Regions from separate parts of the Mus musculus genome. Here regions 1 and 3 are each linked to region 2. The links are chromatin contacts, called in public HiChIP or PLAC-seq maps. All regions are on one chromosome and are shown on one strand. Each heading gives the region's core, a stretch centred on a gene start, on an enhancer-like site or on the middle of the called end of the contact. The rest is flanking DNA. Distances are from core to core; before and after follow the strand shown.

The links. HiChIP or PLAC-seq counts read pairs in DNA pulled down with a chosen protein or histone mark.
Region 1: a BATF HiChIP or PLAC-seq map of CD8 T cells shows a contact between it and region 2, with 16 read pairs. The contact joins two enhancer-like sites. A contact is called at or near these places in 1 of 15 datasets of contacts at CTCF or cohesin (CD8 T cells), 6 of 484 Hi-C or Micro-C datasets (the HPC-5 cell line, bone marrow-derived macrophages, female germline stem cells and 3 more), 4 of 115 datasets of contacts at active chromatin or transcription factors (CD8 T cells, the HPC-7 cell line and embryonic stem cells) and 3 of 9 other capture datasets (adipose tissue, liver and pancreatic islet).
Region 3: a BATF HiChIP or PLAC-seq map of CD8 T cells shows a contact between it and region 2, with 7 read pairs. The contact joins two enhancer-like sites. A contact is called at or near these places in 1 of 15 datasets of contacts at CTCF or cohesin (CD8 T cells), 1 of 484 Hi-C or Micro-C datasets (female germline stem cells), 3 of 115 datasets of contacts at active chromatin or transcription factors (CD8 T cells, the HPC-7 cell line and embryonic stem cells) and 3 of 9 other capture datasets (adipose tissue, liver and pancreatic islet).

The regions. Positions count from the first base shown.
Region 1 is chr9:88,273,044-88,277,160 of GRCm38.p6, forward strand. No RefSeq gene overlaps it. Among named protein-coding and RNA genes, the nearest start is that of Gm28231, 15 kb to the left of the region's middle. Within about 2 kb of position 1,873, at least 131 of the 459 cell types and tissues checked have an H3K27ac peak or open chromatin away from gene starts, as enhancers often do. A contact at or near this core is called in CD8 T cells, bone marrow-derived macrophages and female germline stem cells, where this site is marked.
Region 2 is chr9:88,378,223-88,381,952 of GRCm38.p6, forward strand. It overlaps Snx14 (sorting nexin 14), which reads right to left. Exons shown (of 29, transcript NM_001359958.2): 25 at 3,498-3,662; 26 at 3,260-3,355; 27 at 1,948-2,039; 28 at 1,288-1,344. Among named protein-coding and RNA genes, the nearest start is that of Nt5e, 52 kb to the left of the region's middle. Within about 2 kb of position 2,054, at least 95 of the 459 cell types and tissues checked have an H3K27ac peak or open chromatin away from gene starts, as enhancers often do. A contact at or near this core is called in CD8 T cells, bone marrow-derived macrophages and female germline stem cells, where this site is marked.
Region 3 is chr9:88,290,404-88,294,582 of GRCm38.p6, forward strand. No RefSeq gene overlaps it. Among named protein-coding and RNA genes, the nearest start is that of Gm28231, 33 kb to the left of the region's middle. Within about 2 kb of position 2,613, at least 18 of the 459 cell types and tissues checked have an H3K27ac peak or open chromatin away from gene starts, as enhancers often do. A contact at or near this core is called in CD8 T cells, where this site is marked.

The DNA of each region.
Region 1 (4,117 bases), core at 623-3,122, 110 kb before region 2:
GATATATGGATGAATGGGTGGATGGATGAATGGATGGATGGATGGATGGATGGATGGATGGATGGATGGATGGGTGGGTGGGTGGGTGGGTGGATGGATGGATGGATGGATGGATGGATGGATGGATGGATGGATGGAAGGACGGATGGACAGATGGACAGATAGATAAAATAAAAAGAGTAAATTGACTTCAACAAGAAGGGAGACAGCTGGGGACTGGATTTCTATCCCTACAGCAAGTTTTCTTGGTGCATCATTAGACTCCAATGGCCAGCCTTGGAACAAGGCACAGAGATGTGACTTTGGTCTCTCAGAGTCTCTGTTCTCTGGGCAACACAACCCTTAGCTGGGTATGAATGAATCACATCCTCAGGAAATGACAGCTGTCTGTCTAGATCGGTCTCTGGAAAGTCTGAAGAAACAACGCTTGTCCGCAGGATTGATGCAATTCTAAACCACACAGTTACTCAAAGCCTTGCAGGAGGTGTGCCCAGTCACTGGCTCAGCCTGGGCAATGCTGAGTCTGTTCAGGAAACGGGTAAGCCAGCTTAGAGCAGAGCCCTTGCTTAGTGGGTTGACAGCTTGCTTCTTGATTTTTTGCTTCAACAAATTGATGTTGAGGAACCATTCTGAAGCAAGGCAGTAAAGCTCCAAGCTGGGAACCCAGCTTTAGGGGGGTAGCATACGTGATATCACACTTCTCTTTTTAAAATGTATTTATTTTATTTTTCATTTATTTGTAGGTATGTGTGTAGGTATGTGTGCATGTGCGTGCGTGTGGTGGTGATGGTGGTGGTGGTAGTGGTAGTGGTGGTGGTGGTGTGTGTGTGTTTTTGTATGTGAGGAGACAAGAAAAGGGAATTGGAGCTGGAGTTATAGGCAGCTGGGAGATTCCTTTCATGGAGTCCTGGGAACTGAAATCCCACCCCTAACCACAGAGCCATTTAAAATATTTTTTAAAACTTACATATCAAAGTTTATCCAGGGAGCACTTTGATTGTGTAGCAGGAAGACTGGAGGTTCAGAACACTAGTCTAGGGCTAACCTTGTTCTGAGAGAACAAGGTAGTGTTTTTATGCTCACATATGCCACATGGGTAGGAAACTGGGCATCACTGGGAGAGCTGAGTCAATCTGGCTGGCAAAGGTTCAGGAAATCTGGATGAGGCCTGTCTGCACTGTGCACATAAGTAACACTCTCAGGCATGGGCAGGGTTTTTGTTTATCTTCCAAGCTGGCATGAATCCTGTGGGGAGCCAAGTGGAGTCACAGTGTGGTCTGAAGCAGGTCACATTAACCAGTCACTCCCCTCAGCCCTTGGTTTGCAACAGGTCTAAATAAATAAATAAATAAATAAATAAATAAATAAATAAATAAATAAAAGTTTGGCAAAGAATTCCAGAAAGGGATCTCAGAAGACAACGTAAGGAAGGCTCACTGGGGCTTTCCAGTCAAGCTGAGAGACTCCCAGGTGTCAGCCTCAATCCAGCACAGAAAGCCCTCAGCAAGGCCAGGTAGAAACATTCATTTGTTTCTCTAAGCTAAAACAATACATCCTTCTAGGTCACAGTTCCAAAAACTGCAGACCAGACCATTTCCCGGGAGTCTGATACAAGCGTGCTGCTATAAATTAAAAGTAAACACAGTGGGTTTAGTGAGACACAAAGCTTACAGAGAAAAGTGGGAAGCCCTCATCAGTGTTAAGGGGAAAAGTATAAACACGGCTTTGACTCAAATCGAGAGAAAAGGTGGAATCAAAAGCCAAGTGGTTTGAAATCTGGAAACTTCCTTTCTAAGGAAAGGTTTGTCTTACTAAGTTAATGTTTTACACACTTGTGCAAAGTCCAGGGTATATGCTAGTCCACATGGACATGTCCAGAGCTCCTAAGATCCACATAGTTCTGCCTTTGGTGACAGCACCCAGCTACTGGGTACTAGCTGTCATGCTCTCCTTGAATCCACCCACTCTCAGGCCCCTTAGCTGCCTCTTCTCTTCTGTGAGAGCTTCCTTTGAGCGTCTTCAAGCTCTAGACAGAGGGAAGGACAGCACAGAGGGCATAAGAACATTTTACACTGACACAGCTACATAAAGTGAGGCTTGGCAAGTTTATATCCTCTATGTAATAACTTGCTCCAATGATGGTCATGAAAGCCTCAAAGTTTAAATACAAATATGTGCACATTCTTAAGAACATAAAATGTATACCTAAAGACCTTTGTACATATAAAATCTGTATACTTTATACTTTGAGACTAGACAGATTGCACAGAGGTTAAGAGCACATACTGCTCTTCCAGAGGACCAGTTCCCAGCAACCATGTTGGGTAGATCACAATTGCCTGCAAATAACTCCAGCTCCCAGAGGATCTGATGCCTCTGGCCTCTGAGGACACTAGTGCTCACCTACACATACATATACATAATTAATAAAAAATTAATCTTTAGGGGGCTGAAGAAATGCTTCAAAGGCTAAGTCCACTGGCTACTCTTCCAGAGAACTGAGGCTCTATCCCTAGTAATCAGCGCATAACTGTCTGTAACTCCAGTTCGAGGGTATCCAATGCTTTCTTTTGGCGTCCATGGGCACCAGGCATGCATGAGATACACAGACACACAAGTAGGCAAAACATCAGTGGTGGTTTTAATGATGATACCCCCCCACATTGGCTCATATATTTGATTAGTTGATCCCAGTTGGTGTAGCTGTTTGGGAAGGATTTGGAAATGTGGCTTTATTGAAGGAGGTATGTCAGTGGAGATGGACTTGAATGTCTTTAAAAGCCCACACCATTCAGTTATATCTCTGTGCCTCATGGTTCTGACTCAAGATGAGCATCCAGCTACTTCTCCAGCACTATGCCTATCTGCCTCCTACCATGCTCCCAGCGATGATGATCATGGACTCAAACCCTCTGAAACTATAAGCACCAAATAAACACTTCCCATTTTAAATTGCCTCAGTCATGGTGTTTTATCACAGCAACAGAAGACTAACTAAGATAGTACCCTTACACATAAACTAAAATAATCTTTAAAAACAACAACAACCTTATGAACACCAGAAATAGGAAGAAAATGCTAGGAGTAGATCAGCCGGAACAATGAGTGGTTCCAGCAAACACGTTAGCCATGGTCTCTTTGCTCTTGTGCTCTTCAGTTATAGCTGTGGCATGTTGAAGTGGAGGGGAACTGAAAATAACTGAGTATTTGACGATAACAACCTGTTATTTTTGGAACATGGTGATTGAGTTGAACACAATCAAAGTACAGTGGTGACCAATCTCCCTTTCTTCTAGGATGAGCAAACAGATGATTAAACAGTGATGTCAGTGTCCTTGACCACACTCAAATGAGCAGCTGTCTAGCTGCTGCCTCTGCTCAACTGATGCTGTGTTTTGATTGTAGTCAGAAGCATTCAAACACAACAGAGTTGGTAAAGTGTTATGGGAGGAGGCTTGCTTGCCTCCACTCAATTGACATTGTATGAATCCAGAGGTTGTGCCTGTGTGTGTGTGTGTGTGTGTGTGAGAGAGAGAGAGAGAGAGAGAGAGAGAGAGAGAGAGAGAGAGGGAGAGAGAGAGAACAAGAGACAGAGAGAACAAGAGAGAGAGAACAAGAGAGAGAGAACAAGAGAGAGAGAACAAGAGAGAGAGCGAGAGGGAGCAAGAGAGAGAGCAAGAGAGAGAGTGTGTGTGTGTGTTGGAGGGGTTATAATCAGTTTTAGCTGATGTCTGTGCAGACATTGAATATGTAGAATTGTGCCACTACTGGAAGAAAATTCTATCCAAAAAAATGGCACAATAGTAACAGGAGGAGGAGAAAGAGGAGGAGGAAGGGAAGGGAAGGGAAGAAGAGGAGCAAGAGGAGGAGGAGGAGAAGATGATGATGATCACAGATTTCTCATAAAGAAAGCAACAGCTACTCAGCCCTCATGTGGAAAAATGTAAAAGTTCTCTCACAGCACTGCTGTCATGTGTCTAAGAGAGGACAGTTGGGGCAAGAGCAGAAGGGCTCCCCTGCGACAGATTCTCTTGCAATGGTGTCTCGTCTCCAGAAGACTGTGCGGTGCTGACCTCTCCCTGCTCCCTGTAGTTTCAGTCTATTTCTAGCTCCACAG
Region 2 (3,730 bases), core at 804-3,303:
TAAGATGGGGAGGCATGCTGTGACATGCTGTGACACTCATAGACTCACAGTAGCTGTGGGCACTGGACAGGATAAAAACAGCCATACTTAAGACTCTGGCCTCTAGTCAGCCATCATTGGAAAGAGAAGCCCCTTGGTCTTTCAAACTTTATATGCCCCAGTACAGGGGAATGCCAGGACCAAGAAGTGGGAGTGGGTGGGTAGGGGAGCAGGGCAGGGGGAGGGTATAGGGGATTTTCGGGATAGCGTTTGAAATGTAAATGAAGAAAATACCTAATAAAAATTTGAAAAAAAACCCCTCTGGTCTCAATCCCCAACATCTCAAAAGTAATAAATAAATAATAAATAACAACAGCCTGAGTTCGGCCCCTGACCCCACATAGTAGAAGGAGAGAACCAATCCAGCAGGTTTTCCTGTGAGCTTCACACTTGCATCGTGGTGTGTTTATATATGTATGCAGATGGGTGCACAAATACACAATCATCAATTAAAAAAAAAGTTAAAAACCACACACACAGCAGAACTTCTAGGATACATGGGGGTGGGCTCAGTTGATGGCTGTCTATCTGAGAGGAGAGAGCACGGTCCTTTTAAGAGGGTAGCCACTGGTAGGCTGCTCATGCTTCAGTGGACGCCCCCACACCTATGCACATAAAGGCCACACTAACTGGGCTCAGTGGGTTATTTTAGAGCAAAGGAAATTGGGAGGGAGATTAGAGAGAGGGGGTCCAGAGGGAGTTAGGCCATTAAAGGGTAGATGGATAAGTACACGGTATACGTGCATGAAATGTTCGAAGAACAAAATTTTAAATTGTATTTAGAAAGAAGAAAAGTTCAACATCCTCAATATTAAATATAGTAAGAACACCATGCTCTAACTCCAAATCATTTTGTGTTCTTGGACTCACAGATCCATGTTGAAAAAACATTCGTCTCTGATTTATATAGCAGAAAATGTTGCAGATGATAATCTGAACAGCTAGGCCCATTCTGATGATAAGATTAGTCACATATTCAGCTGAAAGCACAGTAAAGGGCCCTTATCTGCTTGTATGGTAAGGAGGAACTAAGAACTTGAAGGCAGAGACTGGCCAGGGTCTGTTACCTCAAATCTAGTCTACGTCTGGACAGTCGTGTTAGATGAGGACACTACAAAAGGCCACTTGTGTCAAGCTGTTCAGCTTTCAAATGGTTGCAGTCACAATGGCTTACTACCATTTTCATCTCTGGTTAAATGTCCATATACTTTCCAAAGGAGAATGAAGAAATTCCTGCTTCCCAGTTACCTTATTTAGCTCTGGAAACAGCTCCTGTATCACAATGTCCAGCAACACATAGGTCAGCTGCAGCACAAAGACATGTAACAAAATGTAAGGAACTAGACAGAAAAGTTACAGGCACGGGAGCCAGGACCACGGTAAATCTCTACGCAAGTCAGCGGGAAACGTAACGGCAATGCAAAACACGCAAAAAGGTGTCTCTAACACCACCGACAATGCTCCATCCTTACATGCATAGTAGAGACCTTTGTGAATAAAATAACTGGCATTACTATGCTTCACCCATTCTATGTAAATTGTTTTGAACAAATTTTAAATAAACAAGTATGAAACTGATATTATATTAACATTTCAACAAAATATATAGCGACTATATATATAAAAATGTTAACTGGTATTCTTTGACTTAAATTAGCAAAATGTTTATACTATGTCAGAAATTTTCTAAACATCTAAAATTTTCTGGTAGAAGATATATTAACTTTAAGCAACCATGCATATCACAAAGAAGTAAGAGAACCAGCAGAAACAGTACATACAGATTTTCCCATCTGAACGTTTAGATTATTTTAATGATGGGCTAGATGTCGTGTAGTGACTCACACAGGTAATAAACCAGACATCCCGCTGCTCAGCAGCCACACCAACGCCCACCACCTCCCTTACCTGCTTGTTGAGCACTGGCTGCTGCAGGCCATCAAACAGGAGTCTGATGCTTTCGTACTTGGTTTCTTCACCGATACACTTGACTATCAGATCTAAACAGGAAAGCCACATATGAAACAGCTCACAGTGACTCACCACCAACCGCCTCTTAAAAGCCACATGCCTCCTCTGTTCACAGACACCACATAAAAGCTCCAAGTCAGTATTTCTCAAACCAGTTTCTACAAGAACCTCCTAGAAACAAGTCTCATGGTCGGGTCAAAAAAAAAAAAAAAAAAAGTAGTAGTTATTATTAATCCCCCTTTCAGAAGTTCACAATGCACAGGATATACTATAGTATATAAACCAACTACCACTAAGTGATAAAAGAGACTTAGAAAACATATTTTATTATACATCAGGGTAAAACAAAACCAATTTTTAAACTATGTATTTTGAATGATGTGTTGTGTTTGTGAAGAGAGATGTGCACCTGAGTGTAAGTGCCCACAGAGGCCAGAGAGGTGGGAGTTACAGGCAACTCTAAGCCACTAACTAATGTGATGGTCTCTGCAACAACAGCATGTGCTCAACAACCGAGCTGTCCCTCAGCACCCCAAACAACAGGATTTAAACTCCCTCTTTATATAGACACATAAAACCATACAGAAAAGATGTCTATGACCAGATATGCTGGACAGCTCTAATCTCACCATTTGGGAAGCAGAAGCAGGAGGATAAATGCAAATTTGAGACCAACCTGGTCTACACAGTAAGCTCCAAGCCAGCTAGGGTCACACAGCAGACAAATCATAAAGCCCTGATTAGTGTGTGAGTAGAAAAACCCGTGTCCTAAATTTTAGGGGTGAGCCTAAAGTCTCCTACAGGTAACACCAGCACTACAAAGACTGAAGCAAAAGAACTGTTGCAAGATCAAGGCTAGTCTGTGCTACAGCTCAAGAATCTATCTCAAACAGACAGTATTAGTAGTATCAACAAACGGACAAGTTACCTTTTCTTTTCTTCTCTTTTCTTTTCTTTAATTTTCTTTTTTTTTTTTTTTTTTCGAGACAGGGTTTCTCTCTATAGTCCTGGCTGTCCTGGAACTCACTCTGTAGACCAGGCTGGCCTTGAACTCAGATATCCACCTGCCTCTGCCTCCCAAGTGCTAGGATTAAAGGCATGTGCCACCACTGCCTGGCCAAATTACGTTTTCTAATGAGTTATATTATTTCTAAAATAAAAACTAACAATAACAATTAGTTTCAATAATTATACTGCAACTTCAAAGTGGTGCCAATCTATATACAATTGAGTTATTTAAATATCATACCTGGAATGTAATTCATCATTTCTTCAAAAGTCTGTTTTGCTCCTTTTTGCTTATCTTGGAGAGAGCGAGGTTCAGTATTTTCACAAAATATAGCATCTAAAAATGAGTACAGGAAATGTATACAATTATTCTCCAATTTATACGCAAGTATATTCTAGTAATAAAAATGCTGGTTTAAAAATACCTGGAAAAAAAAAAACACAAAGGTAGACCATGATACAGACATGGTCATACGAACCTCTGAGAAGGGTGATGAGGGAGACCAGCCGGTGCTCCTGAAACAGCTGCTCCAGCTTGCACTGGAGGTAGTAGTCTGTGTACATTTCCAGGGTGTTCTTAAAGAGGATTCGAGTTCCCATTAGAAGATGATGAAGCCAGTCTGGGACTTGAAAAACTACTCGCCCTGAGGAAGACCAATTAAGAATCAACTGAAATCTGTTGTCACTCAGAATGATCAATGAATAAAAGTAA
Region 3 (4,179 bases), core at 1,363-3,862, 87 kb before region 2:
TTGAAACGGACTTGAAGGAACCAGTGAGATTGCTCAGAGAATAAAGAAACACTTAACCAGCAAGCCTGACAGACTGAGTTTGACCCCTGGGACCTTCAGAGAAGGAGAGAATTGATTCCCACAAGTTGATCTCTGACTTCCATGTATGTATAACTTTGGAAAGAGGTTAGAATTCTTTATTTGTATTTCATATGTATGAGTGTTTTGCCTGCGCAGGGGTGTATGTGTTTGTGTGTGTGTGTGTGTGTGTGTGTGTGTGTGTGTGTGTGTGTGTGTGTACAAAAAGAAGACATCAGGTCTCTGTGCACTAGAATTATGCTATTTATAAGCCACCATATGAGTGCTGGAAACTGAACCCAAGTCCTTTGCAAGAGCAACAAGTGCTTTTCTTTTTTTTTTGAGACAGGGTTTCTCTGTGTAGCCCTGGCTGTCCTAGAACTCACTCTGTAGACCAGGCTGGCCTCCAACTCAGAAATCTGCCTGCCTCTGCCTCCCAAATGCTGGGATTAACAGCATGTGCCAACACTGTCTGGCGCAACAAGTGCTCTTTACCACTAAGCTATCTCTACAGTCCACCATATATTTTGTTTTTAAAGAACTTGGGTGTCTCACAATCTAGAAGACTGGTCAAAAACTGAATTGTAAATGCAGGAAGCTAATGGAAAATCATGTCCTTCTTTCCAGTTTCTCCTTCTTCCCTCTTCTCTTTTTCTCCTCCTTTCATGATTAATAATAACATTAAGAAAGAAGGAAAGAAAGAAAGAGAGAGAGAGAGAGAGAGAGAGAAAGAAAGAAAGAAAGAAAGAAAGAAAGAAAGAAAGAAAGAAAGAAAGAAGATAACAAAATAAAGAAGAGATGAAATTTGAAAAAAAATATTAGGATTACAAACGAAACCTAAGACCCACATCAACGTTTGCAACTAGGCTGAGAAAAGTTACCTTAAATTCTATTTTTAAGCTCAAAGTACAATGTAAGTCATGGATTTGATATATAATTGGGACTTCTGAAAACGTACCATATAATAGAAAGGTAAAGTTAGACAGCTAGTGGTTGCTAGGATATTTGTATGCATTTGGAGGATGAAAAGAGACTTCTGCCACACTACCAGAAAAGGAAAAATGCCTGCAAAACACAGCCCATCTCCAAATGTGACTCGGGGTACAGCTTAAGGAACAAAGAGTCCACTGTAACCCAAGAAAGCGTTGTGTGGGAGGCACAAAGGTCCTTATGCTCACAGATGAGCACTAGGAGACAGGAATGTTAAACACACAGGTTGTCTCTTCAAAGCGGAGAATCCATAACCTGTTATTTACCCAGAAGGCTGGGAGCAGGCATGGTTAATAGCTTGGTGATCTGTATGGTAGGGACCACACCACATCCTCTCCAAGATCTTTATCATGTGCCTGTCAATCTATAAAACCTATCCTTATGAAAGGTGTCATATGTTCTTCACAGTGAGTGTTAATGTAGTCTCATCTTCAGCTTTATTGTACACACAGGATTGAGATCATTATCACCAGGAAAGCTTTCACCAAACTGTACTGTGCTTACAGATGCCTAAAATAAACTCCTCGGGGGTCAGACTCCTGAAGTTTGAACCAACACTGGCTACTCAGTTGCATTAGCCTGAGCAGCCTCCTGTAGGTCATTGCTCTGCTGGCCATGGCAGTCACAGTGACCCCACAGAGTTGCTGCCCACTACACTGTTTCTTAATGAAAACTCTGAAGGTCACAAAAGTGTGACTTTATCAGAATAAAGGGAAAGAATTTTCAATAATTAATAAGTTCTGTCCTGTTATAGAAACAAAAAAAGCGCATATTAGCCAGGCCTCAGGATAGACCAGGACAGACCACAGAACACACCGCTCTGTGAGTAACAATGTCTCTTGTGTCTGCACAGAGGGTCAATGTTCTCTTCTTTCTCAGCATCTGGGTATAGCAGAACTGCTTCTTTGAGCATCCAAAAGATACAGTGTAAGAATTTTCTCATAGTCAACAACAGGAGACAAAATTCAGGGTTAGATGTGTGATATAAGCCTTCATCCAGGGTGTGCCTGCCCGCAAGATGGGTGTCGTGAAAGCCACTTCTCTCTCTGGGCCTTCACCATCTCATACCCCACTCCTGATGATTATAGATTACTGGAGGAATGAGAATAGAGACCTAGCCAAGTGTGATGGTGCTGCTGTGATCTCAGCACTTGGGAGACTGAGCAGAAGAACCATGAGTTCAGTTCTGGGCCACCCTAGACTGTACACTGTCAAATGAGGGAAGAGAAAGGGAGAGGGAGGGGAAACTAAGAGAAAGGAGAGGGAAGGAATTGTCTAAATACTGGCTTCTGGGATAACTTGTATTGGTGATAACTCACATTTTATTTTTCAGCTACCCCACCCATCCAACATAACACAACTCAAAATCCCAACTTAGTTTATAGGCAACAGTGTCTGTTTTACAAAGGGCAGTTGGAGAATGTGTGGGTATCCTCTTAAATACCCAAAAGAGAAAGAAAAAAACTAAATCTGCTATCAATCTTCTCTTTAACTTCTGATGGCTTAACAGTGACCTCATAGCACCAACACAGAGGAAAACAGGAAGCATTTCAGAAATTACCTCAGAGGCAGTGAAGAGTAAGCATGGGGTAAGGTGGTGGTTAGTACGGACTGGATGAGTGTCCTTCCAAGGCATGTAGTCAGGTTTATCGTCAAATGTGTACAAACCTCTGCTCAGATTCTTCAAGCCCTTATTCCAAACACCTAGTATCAAGGCCAACTCCATGACTCATAAGATCAGAGACAGATGTGCTGGCTCAGAAATACAACCCAACAAGGACCTACTGGTAGGAATCCATGAAAGGCTTTTTAAGAAATCTACTTGGACATTTCAAGGATCCTATGAGCAGAAACAGAAGAAGAGGAGCTAAAGACTACAACCACCAAGAGCAACAGCTTGACTTTATTGGCATCCCTTTCTGTTTAGGGAAGTTGGTCCTTGAGTCTCAGCAGCAATGTTCCTTGCAGGTAGAAATGGCACTGTGAATGCTAAGTAAGAAGATGAAAGTGTCTTTGTATAGAAGAAATACATTACTTGGTATCACATAGGGTGCAGTATCATGAGGCTGATAAGCGTTAGGAACAAATAGACAGTCAGGGTTACAGGCCAAAGGGAAACAAACCATCTATATGCCTGGTGGAACCAGCAGCCAGCTTCCAGAACACCAGAGATTTTCCAAAGTTGTTGATCTTGCCATCTAATGTATTAAAATCCAAATTTTTCTGACTCATCAAGATGTAAACTAATCATCAGCCCTGTTTGGTTGGTTGGTTGGTTGGTTGGTTGGTTGGTTGGTTTTTCCTGATCTTGCCCAGCCTGAAAGACTTTTTGGCAGGCCCTCCCCTTCACTTGACTCATCAGCCAATCAGAATACACCACACACAATCAAATTAACCAGCCAGGTGAATTTCTGTTGGATGCCTAATTTCCATATGAGTGAGATCAAATTTGTCCATTCCCAGGATATCAAAATCCCTGTTGCAAAACTTACCTGGCAATTCACTTTCTGAACTCTTCCCTGCTGCTAGAAGCCAACATTTTTCTTTCCAACAGTGCCTTGGTCCTGTACCCTTTTTCTGTTTTCCTTGCTCAGCATTCTTTGCAATCATGAAGCAAGAAACTCAACTCCAACTCAGAAAATTGGCAACAATGCCATCACATTACTTTCAATTGACATAGGAAAGAGTAATATATGTGTCTATATGAGTTGTGGGGGGACACAGTGAGTGGATCAAGCAATGCTAAGAGAAGATACATTTAGGAAGTCAGTATATAGGTGTAAATTATTCTCCTGGTTTGCTATTTTGTTGTGGTTTTCAATTTTCTTAGAGTTTTGTTTTGTTTTATGTAACAAAGGTATATAACCCAGAAGACTTACTCAAACAGCAGACACTGATGTTTCCTTTGTCCAGAGTTAATTCTCCTATCAAAACCTATTGTACTGGCTGGTTTTGTGTGTCAACTTGATACAGGCTAGAGTTATCACAGAGAAAAGTGCTTCAGTGAAAGGAAATGCCTCCATGAGATCCAGCTGTGGGGCATTTTTTCAGTTGGTGATCAAGGTGGGGAGGGCCTATTGTGGATGGTGCCATCCCTGGGCTGGTAGTCTTGGGTTCTATAAGAGAGCAAGC